Linked DNA regions of Mus musculus: region 1 is linked to region 2. A link is a contact called in public promoter capture Hi-C data. All regions are on one chromosome and are shown on one strand. The core of a region is the stretch at or near the end of the contact, and the rest is flanking DNA. Distances in the headings are between cores, read along the strand shown. Region 1 overlaps Nxn (nucleoredoxin). Region 2 overlaps Vps53 (VPS53 GARP complex subunit).

Region 1 (6,120 bases), core at 1,832-4,331, 190 kb before region 2:
AGTTGTAGGCATCCAACTTTAATTTGTTTATATTTGCAAGTTATAGAAAAAAAAAAGCCACATAAGCCATGAATTCTGAAAACCTATCTGAAGCTTCGAGGCATGATTAAAAGAAAAAAAGCTGCTCTGGTGTGTGTGTGTGTGTGTGTGTGTGTGTGTGTGTGTGTGTGTGTGTGTGTGTGTGTGTGAGTATGAGCGTGTACGTGTGTATGTGTGTGTTTGAATTTGTGAGTGTGTGAGTGTGTGTGAATGTGTGTGAATGTGTGAGTGTGTGTACATGAGTGTATGTGAGTATGAATATGAGTGAGTGTGTGTGAGTGGTGTGCATTAATTTGTACCACATGGCTGGGACAGTTAGAACACAAGTCCAGGTGTCACCCTTCCCCTTTCACTTTGTTTGAGACAGGCTCCTTTCACTCCTGCATATGGCATGCGAGTTGGCCCTTGAGTATTTAGGGATTCTGTCTCTGCCGCCCATCTTGCTGTAGGAGTGCTGAGATTACAAATGTACACTACTGAATCTGGCTTTAGGTAGGTTCTGGGACTTGAACTCAGGTCCTTATACTTGTGCAGCAAGAGCTTTAGCCACTGAACCACCTCTCCATGCTTGTACCTCATGTACAAGGTCGGCATCGGTAATATTCTTCTTGTGGCTCTTTGTGTAGTTGGAGTTAGGTATGGTGATACCTCCATTCTCCTTGCTTTTATTCTCCTTGTGTGTCTCTCTCATTTAGGTCTTTTCTTCCACAGCAATGTCCAGTCTGTCGGTTTGTAGGGCCTAGGAGATTTGGATCTCTGGGCCATGTGTGCCATGCAGAACACAGCATATCCAGTTACAGGAAGGACTTTTTCTGGAGCCAGTGCTGGACCTGGTGGTACGCTGTGCGCAGAAGCACAGAAGGGCTGCCCTTGCAGTCACTCAGCAGGTCATGGCCAGTTACAGAGCCTCAGGCAGAATGTGGCCTTTCCAAAGGAGGTGGAGAAAAAAAGATGAGAAACAAAAAGACAAAAGGCTTTGTCTCTTGTGAATTGTGTGCAAGTGCGTACGCATGTCTGTGTGTGTGTGTGTGTGTGTGTGTATGTGTGTGAGCCTCTGCCTGCGTGTGAAGGTTGGAGGACAAACTCAGGTATCTGCCACCTCCTTCCATCTTGTTTGAGACATGGTCACTCTTTTTGTTGCTCACTACTTTATGTGTCAGGCCAGCAGGACCTTTTTGAGCATTCTACTGTCTCTGCCCCATTTCATGATAGGAGTCCTGGGATTGCAGATGTGCCCTGCTTCTTTGTGGGTTCTGAGGAAATCCGGTCCAAGGCAAATACTTTACCCTACCTCCCCAGTCCTTGACATTTATTTTGTGTAAATAAGATTGCTTTAGCTAATCCCCCCAATGACAAATGTTCATACAGTGTTGACACTCAAATGTGTGACTTCTGTCATTAGCTGAATTTGAGTGACATGCTGATGATGCGGGGGTGGGGGGGTGATGGTGGTGGCAGACTCTAGTCATCCATTGGAGAGCAACAGATGTAAGCTAGAGAGACACATGGTGGCCTGGTTTTATCTGTGTGGGTTCGAAGGCTGTAGCTGGCGTGGAGTAGAGAGTGGCTTTGTTTAGACAGATTACCACAGTCGGTACCCAGCTGGGTCTCTGTCCCTCAGCTCCTTTAGACAGAGCTCTTTTTGTAGCTGCTCAATAAACCCAGCAAATGAACTTTAGGGTAGCTCTCCTGTGGAGGGGCTTAATCCCTGCAGCAAACCTGGAGCTGCCGTTTCCCTGTAATTCCCATGACCTCAAATCCTGCTTCTGCGTCTTTCCAAGCTTCCTGGGCCCATCCATATCTTATACCCTGACCTGACTTCATGGCTTCCTATTCCCCAGAGTAGCCCTTTCATGGACTTCTTTGCTGGTTGTCCCACCACAAGTGGCCCTGGCTTGGCACTGTCATAATCCAGTGGTACCTCCACACCCCAGTTGTCTGACCATAAGTAGCCTTTGGTTGGTGCTGTCATGATCTCGTGGTACCCCCAAGCCCCACGTTTCAGGATTTTTAAGCTCAGAGGATTCTGGTTTCTCCACAGACCGCACAGTACAGACGAGGTGGTAACTTTTACAAGAGATCCGCAGAAGCTTGGGAATTGGTGTGGAGTCCTGTGGTGGTTTTAAAAAACACAGCAAGAAACGACGTAATGATGAGTGACAGCCAGCAGCGATGCTGTCCAACTCTGGAGCTGGGCTAGAAGACTCTTCTGACTTGGACTGGAAGTTGGCCAGCTGTGGGATTTTATTGATCATAAGTTGCTAATTCAAAGGCTTTTGCAGCCCTGACCCCTGGTTTTCTTCTTACTGCACTTCCTACATTTCCCGGAGCCTGCATTTATGACTTTTATCATCATAAAGTTCAAAATGAAATACCTACTTAAAAATTAATTGAAGCTTGCGAACACCACGTCATTTGTTAACGTGCATAGTGAGGCATGCTCGCAGACCCCCCTCCCCATCTCCTCCATCTGTTTATTTTGCGATTAATAAAAGGCAAAGCATGTTTGTGCTTGAGGCCGAAGATCTTGGCTGCCTGTGTCGGAATCTGTGAATTTAGTCCAAATTGATAATGTCCTGGTATTTGTGGAGGCTTTTATTTATTTATTTTAGAAAAGGCTGCTTAAATGAAGGCTTTTTTTTTTTTTTTTCTGAAGCTGACCACATAGAGTTCAGGATAAACAGCTTTCTAGAAAGAGGTTTCTGAATAATAGGGATGTGGATTTACCGTAGGGGTCTTGAGTGAGTTTTCAAGGCATTGTTTTAAGTTGGTGGGAGGCCCAGATGAAAGAGGAATTTCATGATAAGCCCCTCTTTGAGTCATTTCTTGTAGCAGGGAGGCAGTGGGATGCTGGGGTTTGCTCTCGGTCCTCATGCAAGAAGCTTGTGCTGGCAGAAGAGGTACAGAGGGCTGCCTTGCCCTGCCCTGCGCTAGGCAGTACAGCCCTCATCTGGGCTGGGGTTTTAGAAATAGTCCTGCCGTGAACCTCACACTAGGAAATCAGTCTTTCCCTCCCCTGCCTTCTCTCTGTGCCTATGACTCAGTGAGTGTCAGGTCTTCCTCCCTCTTTCCTTTGTGCCTTGTCCCCCTTCTATGAACAGTCATTTAATTTATTCCTTGCTGCTTATCATTTTAATAATCAGACTTTTCTCCCTGGGCCAGGCTCTTCTCCAGAGGCCTTGCCCTGCCTCTGTCTTACAATAGATATTCACCAACAAGTAAGTGCTGGCTTCCGTGACAGCAAACACAGATCCGGAGCTGTTAGGGTCAGACTCTGCTCCTGGGAGCCCTAACATGCTAGGCTCACCGCTGTCCCTCAGTGTGCCAATCAGGGGGTCAAGTAACATCGAGAGGCAGAGAAAGGAGATTGATCCGCTGTGGCCACATTGGGGAGAAGAACAAATAAAGGGGTTCAGGGACCCTCAAGTCCATCTTTGGGGCCTTGACAAGAGAGCTAAGTGTTCAAACAGAGGACAAGAGGAACGCATTGTGAAGCGGTCAAGGCGTGGTTCCATCCATTACAGTCTGGGCCCGAGTGTCTCCTGCAAGGTGATCTGGTGTTATCAGAACTTTGAACCTTTTTTCCTGAGACACAGTTTCCGGACGTTACTAACACTAGGCTCGGCCTTTTCATTCTCTCAGCTTGAGATTCTTGGGAAAATTCCAGTCTCCTTGGGACCATTGTTTCAGTAGTGTGATACCAGAGGGAGCGGTGGCGGCGGCGGCACAGTGTCCCTGCCAGGACCGGCATACCTGGGGTTCCAGACACTACTTGGTCTTGAAGATTGAACTGAGCTGGTTAAGCAAGAGACCCTGGCTCTTCTCCTGCTTCTCCTTACAGTCTTAACTATTTCCTGTCAGTGGCAAGACCGCGTTTACTGTGTGCTAAGAAATGTTATCATCTTTAAAAAGGTAAGCCAGCTTGCCCTGGCCCTCTCAAGCACTGGGAGCCTAAGGCGGTGGATCGTGAATTTGAGGCCAGCCTGGGATGGGAGGTGGTGGGAGACTCTTGTGGGGCGGTGGGGGAGGATGAAGGAGAATCGGAATGGATAATTCTTGTTGAGTTTCAAGTTTTTATGGAGAGATCAGGTTGTTTTTATGCACATCTGATGGCTGTATAGATGGGCAGACGGATAATGGATTGCTAGGGGTATTGGCCCACTAGATTATAGAGGTTGAAAAGGCCCCCCAAAAGCTTCAGAAACTGGTCGCTATTTATGTGGGTCCTAGAATCCAAAGACAGGGCAGCTAAAACATCCAGAGACCAGGAAAGATGAAGAGAACTTTCTTCCCCATCAGTTTGTTCTGTCAGGGCCCTTGATCAGTTGGTACCTGCTCTCCCCGAGGGTGGCTCTCTCCCGCTCAGCTTTATTATTAACTAAATTAGATTGTTTAAAAATACTTTTTTTTTTAATAGCCAGGCAGTGGCATACATCTGATGTCTCAGCCACTCTGGAGCCCGAGAGGAAGGTCACTTCAGGTCACTTCACCCCAATAGTTGAGCATCACTGTGAGCATTTCACTGAGACCCTGTCATAAAGCAGACACGCCCGTGTGATGGTGTGCGCCCAGGGGCCTTGTCACGGTGGGGTCCTGACCCTGAGTCCCAGGCCACACAAAAATAGAATGCCCCTTTACCTCAAAACCCAAACCCCAAAACCAACAACCAAACCAACAGGCAAACAAAGCATTCTTAATCTGTTTGGAAGCCTCATCAAGAAGAGAGACAGGAGCCGGGTGTGGTGGTGCACGCCTTTAATCCCAGCACTCGGGAGGCAGAGGCAGGTGGATTTCTGAGTTCGAGACCAGCCTGGTCTACAAAGTGAGTTCCAGGACAGCCAGGGCTATACAGAGAAACCCTGTCTCGAAAAACGGAAAAAAAAAAAAAAAGAAGAAGAAGAGAGACAGGAGAGGTGGCTGAAAAGTCCATCCGCCTCTGTGGCACTGGGAAGGGCTCCGAAAGCCTGCTTGCACCAGCAGCACCAACTGCTGAGAATCTAATAAGACTGCAAAGTCTTGGACCCCAGCCCAGCCCACCTTCCCTTCCGAGTCAGGATCTCTGGGTTGGCACCCTGACAGACCCTCCAGGCTTCTCTTCGACCCTCGGTGCTGGGTTGGGGGTAGGACTCAGGCACCCCAGGCGAAGCGCTCTGCCACTGAGCAGCAGCCCCAGCTCCTCTAGGTGACTCTGGTACAGATCCAGCCTGAGAAGAACAGACAGGCCTCGAGCGAAATAGAAAAGGAACAGTTTCCCACACCAGTATCATGTTCTGATGTGCTAAAAGTCTCGGACCCTTCTAAGAACACGCAAACTTAAAAGAAAAAAAAAAAAGAACATGCAAACTTAGGGTCAGTGAAATGGCTCATGACCGCCTGAGTTTGATCCCTGAGACCCATAAGGTGGAAGGAGAGACTCCCCACAGTTATCCTTTGACCTCTACCCATAACACCCTGGCGTGTGTACCCACACTTACCTGCACATATGCCCATGCGCACCCATACAAATATAAATTTAAAAGAATTAAAAAATATATAAATTTAAAAGAATATCTAGAACAGTTACTCTGGGGTTAGGACCAGAGAGAATTGCAACCCCTCCCCTATGCAAGTGCTGAGCGGGGCCAGCAGAAGGGGAAGAGACTTGTGGGAGGAACCCATTTGCCATAGCCAGGTGGGGCAGTGAGTGGGTGAGGGTGACCCTTGGCCAAGCAGCTGAGTGGCAGGGAGCGTCCAGCTGTGGCTGACTTCTCACAGGTCACGTGCTATTATCAGGAAACAAGAAGCCCTTTGCTTGTGGCCTCTGACAACGTTCAGCGTGGCTTTCAGATGTCCTCTGGCCATTTCTAACCTAAAATAGATAAGTAGGGGCAGGGAAGCCGTACCTTGCCTCCTGTGTATGCTGGTGGTGGGTACCGAGGTCTTCAGCAAGACATGCCTCGCAACCCCACCCCTGCTTCCATTCGGAACTGACCAAGAGGATCAGCCTCATGTTGGGTGGCAGCCTCAGAAAAGGTAGAGGCCATCACACAACTGCCACGGACTACTTAGCCGAGATGGTGACCAGACAGTCTGAGGCCTCAA
Region 2 (6,448 bases), core at 169-2,668:
AGAGACACAGACAGAGAGAAAGACAAAGGGGAGGAGAGAGAGGGAGGGGGACAGAGAGAGACAGACAGACAGACAGACAATGACTATATACACAGACTGGTAGAAGGCTCAACAGGTAAGGCACGTGCCCCTAAGCCTGAGGACCTATGTGAGGACTTATGTTCAGTCCCAGGACTCACACAACAGAAGAGACCCGACCCTCACAAGCTGTCCTTTGAGATTTGTGCTCAAGCCGTGGTACTTGTGTGCACATACCTGCACTTAAGTGCACACGTGCGCGCGCGCGCGCGCACACACACACACACACACACACACACACACACACACACACACTCTCACTACTGTTGCTTTAAGAGGGCTCCAAGCCGGGCGTGGTGGTGCACGCCTTTAATCCCGGCACTCAGGAGGCAGAGGCAGGCGGATTTCTGAGTTCGAGGCCAGCCTGGTCTACAAAGTGAGTCAGGACAGGACAGCCAGGGCTACACAGAGAAACCCTGTCTCGAAAAAAGCAAAACAAAACAAAACAAAACAAAAAAAGAGGGCTCCAGCAGAGTTAGTAGGCCAGGAGCTGTTATGCTCATTTTCCTTAGAAACTCAGGGATGTTGAACAACTGCCCTCCAGCGAGTTGGCAGTGGCAGAGTGGACGAGTGTGTGGTCCTGGATAACTCACTGGCTGTTCTGACATGGGCAGTGATTTAAATCATACACAGTCCAGTTGTGAAGGGACTAACATAACAGAGTAGGAACAAGTTCACCCCACCTGAGTTGTTTTCCTCATTAAAATAGCTTCTCTTTTCTGAATTTCACTTTCACCGCTGGCTGACTATTCTTGGATTTCTGAAAATTCCGAGTAAGCCTTGGCTTAGCGGAAGTTGTGTGAACAGGGTAATGTGGCATCTCAGGTCTGTTCCTGGAAGGTTTCTGGCTTCCTCCTGTAGCAGAGAGCCAGAAGCAATTTTTAATTTTTAAGCGTAGTTCCTCCTGAGAAAAAGTATCTGTTGGGGAAAAGGCCAAGGGAATTAGAAAATTACCATCCTCCCATCTTCCACCAGGGGGCACCATTTCACCGTATTTTCTTTCGAGGTTTGCTTGTTTTCACTATTCCATAGCAGTCAGTAGAGATGAATTAAAATATAGACAAATACTCAGCCACCACTGCCTGATTTTTTTTTTTTTAAAGAGACTCACTAAGTAGACTGCTACTCAAACTTGTGATCCTCCTGCCTCAGACTCCTGAGTGCTGGCATTACAGGTGTGTACCATTGTGCTTGCTTGAGCAGACTCATGAACTTTCCCAGGTGAAGGGCACCATCACTCAAGGAGGACCCTGAGGACTAACACAGTGTCCTCGGTGAGCCTCTCTGGCTGTGTCAGCCACTGCTTCCTCAGAGAGCTGCTGTTGGACTCGGGTGAGAAGTAGCCCCCCCCCTGCTTTGGGATTGCATCAGTGGGGTTGTGTCATCTGCAGCCTTGCTCCTGACTTTCCCCAGCAGTGGTGTGTAAGAATTAGGCATCTTGGTATGGCTGTATCCATTCATCCCATGTCTTTCTATAGTTTGTTTTATAGTCATATTTTTTTTTCTTTCGAGGCAGGGTCTCACTTTGTAGTGCTGGCCAGCCTAGAACTCAAGAGACTCCCCTGGCTCTGTCTCCTGAGTGCTGGAAATACAAGCTTGCACCATCTCATCCAGGCCACAACCTTGTATGTCCTGTGTTAGCAAACTTCCCATAAAGGTCAAGACAGTCTTCTAAGCTTTATAGGTCCCGCAGTGCCCGGTACAGCTTCCCAGCTCTGCCACCACAGTACATGAGCAGCCACAGCCACATGGGAGTTGACTAATGTGGCTGCCTTCCAATAAAGCTTCAAAAAGAGAACAGATAGTATTTGTCAGCTATGCTTAGGGGCTGGGAAGATGGCTCAGTACGCACTGCTGAGGGTGAAAAAGTGTGGCGACTGAGTCTGGTTCCTGAGCACACATGTAGATGCTGGGCATGGTGGCTTGCCTATACTCTCAGCACTCAGAAGGTGAAGACAAGGGGTTTCCAGAGCAAGCTGGCAGGGAAGACTAGGTGGATCGGTGAGCCTTGGGTGTGAGAGACACTACCTCAGTACATAAGGTGGGCAGTGAGGAAGACTCCTGATGTCACCCTCTGGCCTGTGCATCTGTGTGTTCAAAGAATGGACATACATGCCTACACACATGTACACCATGTGCACATGTACACAAACCAAAACATTTTAAAAAAATAAGATGATTTTTAAAAGAATTAAATGTGCTATCAAGATCAAACTTCTTGAGGTGTCACAAACATCCCTTGAGTGCATTATTTCTCTGTGAAAGAAAATTCCAACAAGGACATTAACAGCCAGCAATCTTCTTTTCTTTATTGTAGTCTCTGGCAAACATTGACGATGTTGTGAACAAAATTAGACTGAAAATAAGGTAAGTAATGCCATATGCTTTTTTAATGAAAGGCATATTGTTAATCTAGTCATATCTGAATCACATTTTTTGATGAAAGCACTGAAATCTCAAATTTAAAAGTAATTCTTCTCTTGTGGCTTTTCATGTAAACTCTATGGCAAAGAGCTTGATTCTTTGGCCAGTGTTTTACTGCCCATACAAAACGAAGGGAGCTGGAACAGACTGTTCAAAAGCAGTTACCATCAGGCGGGCTGTCGTGGTGCACACCGTTAATCCCAGCACTCAGGGGTAGACACAAGTGGATCTCTGAGTTCAGAACCAGCCTATTTTATATAGCCAGGGCTGTACAGTGAGACCCTGTCTTAAAACAAAACAAGACCAAAAAAAAAAAAATCATCAGGGCTGGGAATGTAACTTAGAAGAGTGCTAACCCAGCATAATAACATGAAGCCCCAGATTCAGTCCTAAAAGCATGGCATAAACCCATAAACCACGTATGGGTGCAAACACTTATAGTCTTAGCACGTGGGAGGGAGAGGCAGGAGAGGCAGGAGAGGCAGGAGAATCAGAAGTTCAAGGTCATCTTTGGCTACGTGGTAAGCTTGAGACCTGTCTGGGATTTATGAGACCTTATCAAAAAAAAAAAAAAAAAAAAAAAAAGGAAAAAAGGAGAAAGAAGAAAAGTTAACTTTCAAAGAAGGAATAACTTTTCTATAACGTTTAATGCTTTTATTCTTTAATAGGTTTGCCTATTTTGTAGTACTAAGACCAGCTATGGAGATGAGGTTATATCTTTTGGTCACCTGTAACTATAATATTGAATCTGCAGGTTGACTTAGGTGTGGCCCAGAATTAAACTTTATGGTTAACCCAGAGCCTCACTGTCCATGTCATCATTAGGTGCTTCCTGCCCAGTGGTCTTCTTCTGCCTTATCCACGTCTGCATTTATACATTTGGTACCTGAGAGGTACTAAACAAACGTCTTTTCATTATATAAGTAGCTTGACTACGTTGCTCCAAATTAATTTGGGGAGTTTGTATGTACTCATTTGTTTCCTTTTAAAAATATTTATTTTATAGATGGGGTCTCTCTCTCTCTCTCTCTCTCTCTCTCTCTCTCCCTCTCTTTCTCTCTCTCTCTCTCTATAGTCCCTGGCTGTCTTGGAACTCACTATGTAGACCAGGCTGACTTCAAACTCAGAGATCCACTTGCCTCTGCCTTCAAAGTGATAGTATTTGAATGTGTGTACCACCATATCCAGCTTGGTTTTATTTGACTTTTTTTTGATGAGAAGACATTTTAAAAATTGAAAATGTTCATTTTGAGTCTAGAAGATGAGTTGTTCCCCTCCCCCACCAAGTTCTTTAGATCTTTTGGTAAAGGGCACTGCCATAAATGTGTCGTCCACTGTTGCCTTAGGAAGCACAAAGAGGAGCTAGAGAGGAGGCTTGTTTATTAAAGCACTTGTCGCTCTTAACACGAAGACCTGGGCTTGGCTACCAGCTCCCACACAGTGGCTCACAACCATCTATAACTACTCCTGGGTGATTTGACACTCTCTGCTGACCTCTGCAGGCACTAGGCATACATATGGTACACATGCATACATACAGGCAAAGCATTCATACACATAAAATAATAAAATAAGTACATCTTTTTTAAAAGAGCCTCCTTGTTGTTTTGTTAGCTCCAGCCATAGTGGCTCTAGAGGAGACCTGAGCATGGCCAGAGTTTATATATAGAAAGTAGAACATCCTGGTAACCCAGGGAGCCCTGGCAGCAAGGTATTTCCTGCATTCTTGCTACCATACCTTAAACAGATTCTTCAGGTACAAGATGAAGCTGACTGACAGAAATACCTCTGGCAGATGCCCTGTACAATGGCCCTTGCTGAGCCCAAGGGAAAAGAGATCCTGGAAGCCATAGACCTGCCTCTGACAACATCAGGGCACAAAGAGTAAGCTCTGATTTCACAAATCACACTACTCCTTGACCCTTTTAATGTCTCCAAAGTAGAGATTTTGCAGTTGCTAATTTGAATCTGCTAGCTTCTTTCTGTAAAACACCTTTAATTTTGTCACTGCTGGTTTACTCTGGAAACATTTACAGTCATATTGGTTCTTTCAGCCACTTCTGAATATTAGCTCTTGCCCCTTTTTAAACAAGATAATGCCTATGCCTGCATTAATGGCAGCTTCTTGTGTTTGTATTGCTGCTTGTACTTGTTTGGGACTCTGCACTAAATAGACGCAGCCTGGAAAGGTCGGTGAGTGAATGCTGATTTTCTCCCCAGAATAGTGTTTACTTGAATGACTTGTATCTTACCTCTGATTTTTATTCTTTTGGCCAGGAGACTGGATGACAATATCCGGACTGTCGTAAGAGGTCAGACAAATGTGGGGCAGGATGGAAGGCAAGTAAGTGACACATCCCTCTGCGTTGGTTTCAGTCCCCTAATTTTATAAAGACCAAAAAACCAAGTGACCAAAAGTTGAGCAGTTTGTTTGCAGTTTATTAGTCTGTTCCTATACAGCAGGAAGCATGGTTGACCTGCCCCACCATGTCAGGGGCTAAAGACCAGCCACGGACTCTCACTCAGTGCCCTCCAGATCCGCATCACTCACGTATTAATGCACAGCTCACCCAGGGCCAGCAACCTGCAGGCTCTGCTGGATGAACTGAAGGGTCCTGGTATTCATCCTTCTATGTCCTGTGCCGGCTTTGGTCTGCAGCCTGGTTGCCGGGCACAGTTAGATTGCTGTGGGAGATGCTGAGGTGAGGCAGCCATGGTTCCTCACCTGCTCTGCCAGCCAGCAGGACTGGGCTCGTTCTAGTGTGCCAGTCTCACTTTGGAGGGCTGTGGTGGGGGGAGAAGGGGAAAGAAGCCTATGGAGAGGAGGTCTCTTCGGTAACTGAAGGGCGAATGGTGTCTGTTAGGTAACTCGTTTCTCGTGTATTTGGATTCTGTTCTGAGATAGCTGCGATAACAGGTGCTGAGTGTGCCTTTTTCTCTTTCCTCTCCGCACCGTCTAGCCCTCCCTTTCAGTTAGTAATCCTCGGCCAGCCATGCTCTACTGGGATGCCCCCTCCTCCCTTGTTCTGTTTGGCTTTTCTGCAGTGCTGGGGATCAGTTCCAGGGCCTTGTGCACACCAGACAAGTGTTCCACCGAGCACTAGGTGGTTTTGAGACAGTGTTGACTGTATAGCCCAGTCCTCCCACTTCAGCCTGCCAGTTGCTGGGATTACACATGCAACCCACTGTGGCCAGTTCTCTCTAGCTTCAGAAAACACTCAATGCTGCTTAGCTTTAGAGTGTAAAAAAGGCTCTCATCCTAGGTAGAGGTCTCCTCATCTGCAGCACCCCTGTTTTGCTGCTAATGGCTCAAAGATGTCTCGACTCTTACGTTAAGTTTTTCAGTTTTATATTTACTGTTCTTGCTTTTTATTTATTTGTGTTTATTTGTATTTGTCTTTATTTTATGTGTATGAGTGTTTTGCCTGCATGTATGTGGATCACATTTGTACCTAATGCATATGTGGAGGCCAGAAGAGGATATCAATTAGAATTCCAAGATGGTTGTGAGCCACCATATGAGTGCTGGGAACTGAACTTGGGCCCTCTACAAGAACATTGAGTGCTCCTAACCATTGAGCCATCTCTCCAGACATCTTATTTATGTTTTTATCGTGTGTGTGTGTGTGTGTGTGTGTGTGTGTGTGTGTATGTGTGTGTGTGTGTCTTGCTTCTACCCTATATTTGTGACAGAATTGTCTACTGACCCTTGAGCTCATCAATTTGACTAAATTAGCAAGCAGTCCCCCAAAGATCCTTCTGTTTCTGCCTCCCTGTTGCTGAGAAGGCAGGCGTGTATTGCTGTATGAGGCTTTTTGTGGGTGTTGGGATTGAACTCAGGTCTTTGTACTTGAGAACCACCTATCTTAGCGATTGGGCTATTGCCCTAGATTCATTTTTAGTTTTATCCATTTCTGCTTCCTACATTTATGGCTTTCATTCTGTT

The links. Capture Hi-C pulls out chosen DNA fragments and counts their contacts.
Region 1: a contact with region 2 is called in a promoter capture Hi-C map of adipose tissue. The contact joins two enhancer-like sites. A contact is called at or near these places in 1 of 39 promoter capture datasets (macrophages) and 1 of 9 other capture datasets (adipose tissue).

What each region holds. Positions count from the first base shown.
Region 1 is chr11:76,355,247-76,361,366 of GRCm38.p6, reverse strand. The region is part of intron 1 of Nxn (nucleoredoxin); the gene reads left to right. Among named protein-coding and RNA genes, the nearest start is that of Nxn, 41 kb to the left of the region's middle. Within about 2 kb of position 3,081, at least 24 of the 459 cell types and tissues checked have an H3K27ac peak or open chromatin away from gene starts, as enhancers often do. A contact at or near this core is called in adipose tissue, where this site is marked.
Region 2 is chr11:76,162,196-76,168,643 of GRCm38.p6, reverse strand. It overlaps Vps53 (VPS53 GARP complex subunit), which reads left to right. Exons shown (of 22, transcript NM_026664.4): 3 at 2,396-2,445; 4 at 4,780-4,846. It overlaps Gm46252 (a long non-coding RNA gene), which reads right to left. Exons shown (of 3, transcript XR_001780093.2): 2 at 4,755-4,882. Among named protein-coding and RNA genes, the nearest start is that of Vps53, 14 kb to the left of the region's middle. Within about 2 kb of position 1,418, at least 41 of the 459 cell types and tissues checked have an H3K27ac peak or open chromatin away from gene starts, as enhancers often do. A contact at or near this core is called in adipose tissue, where this site is marked.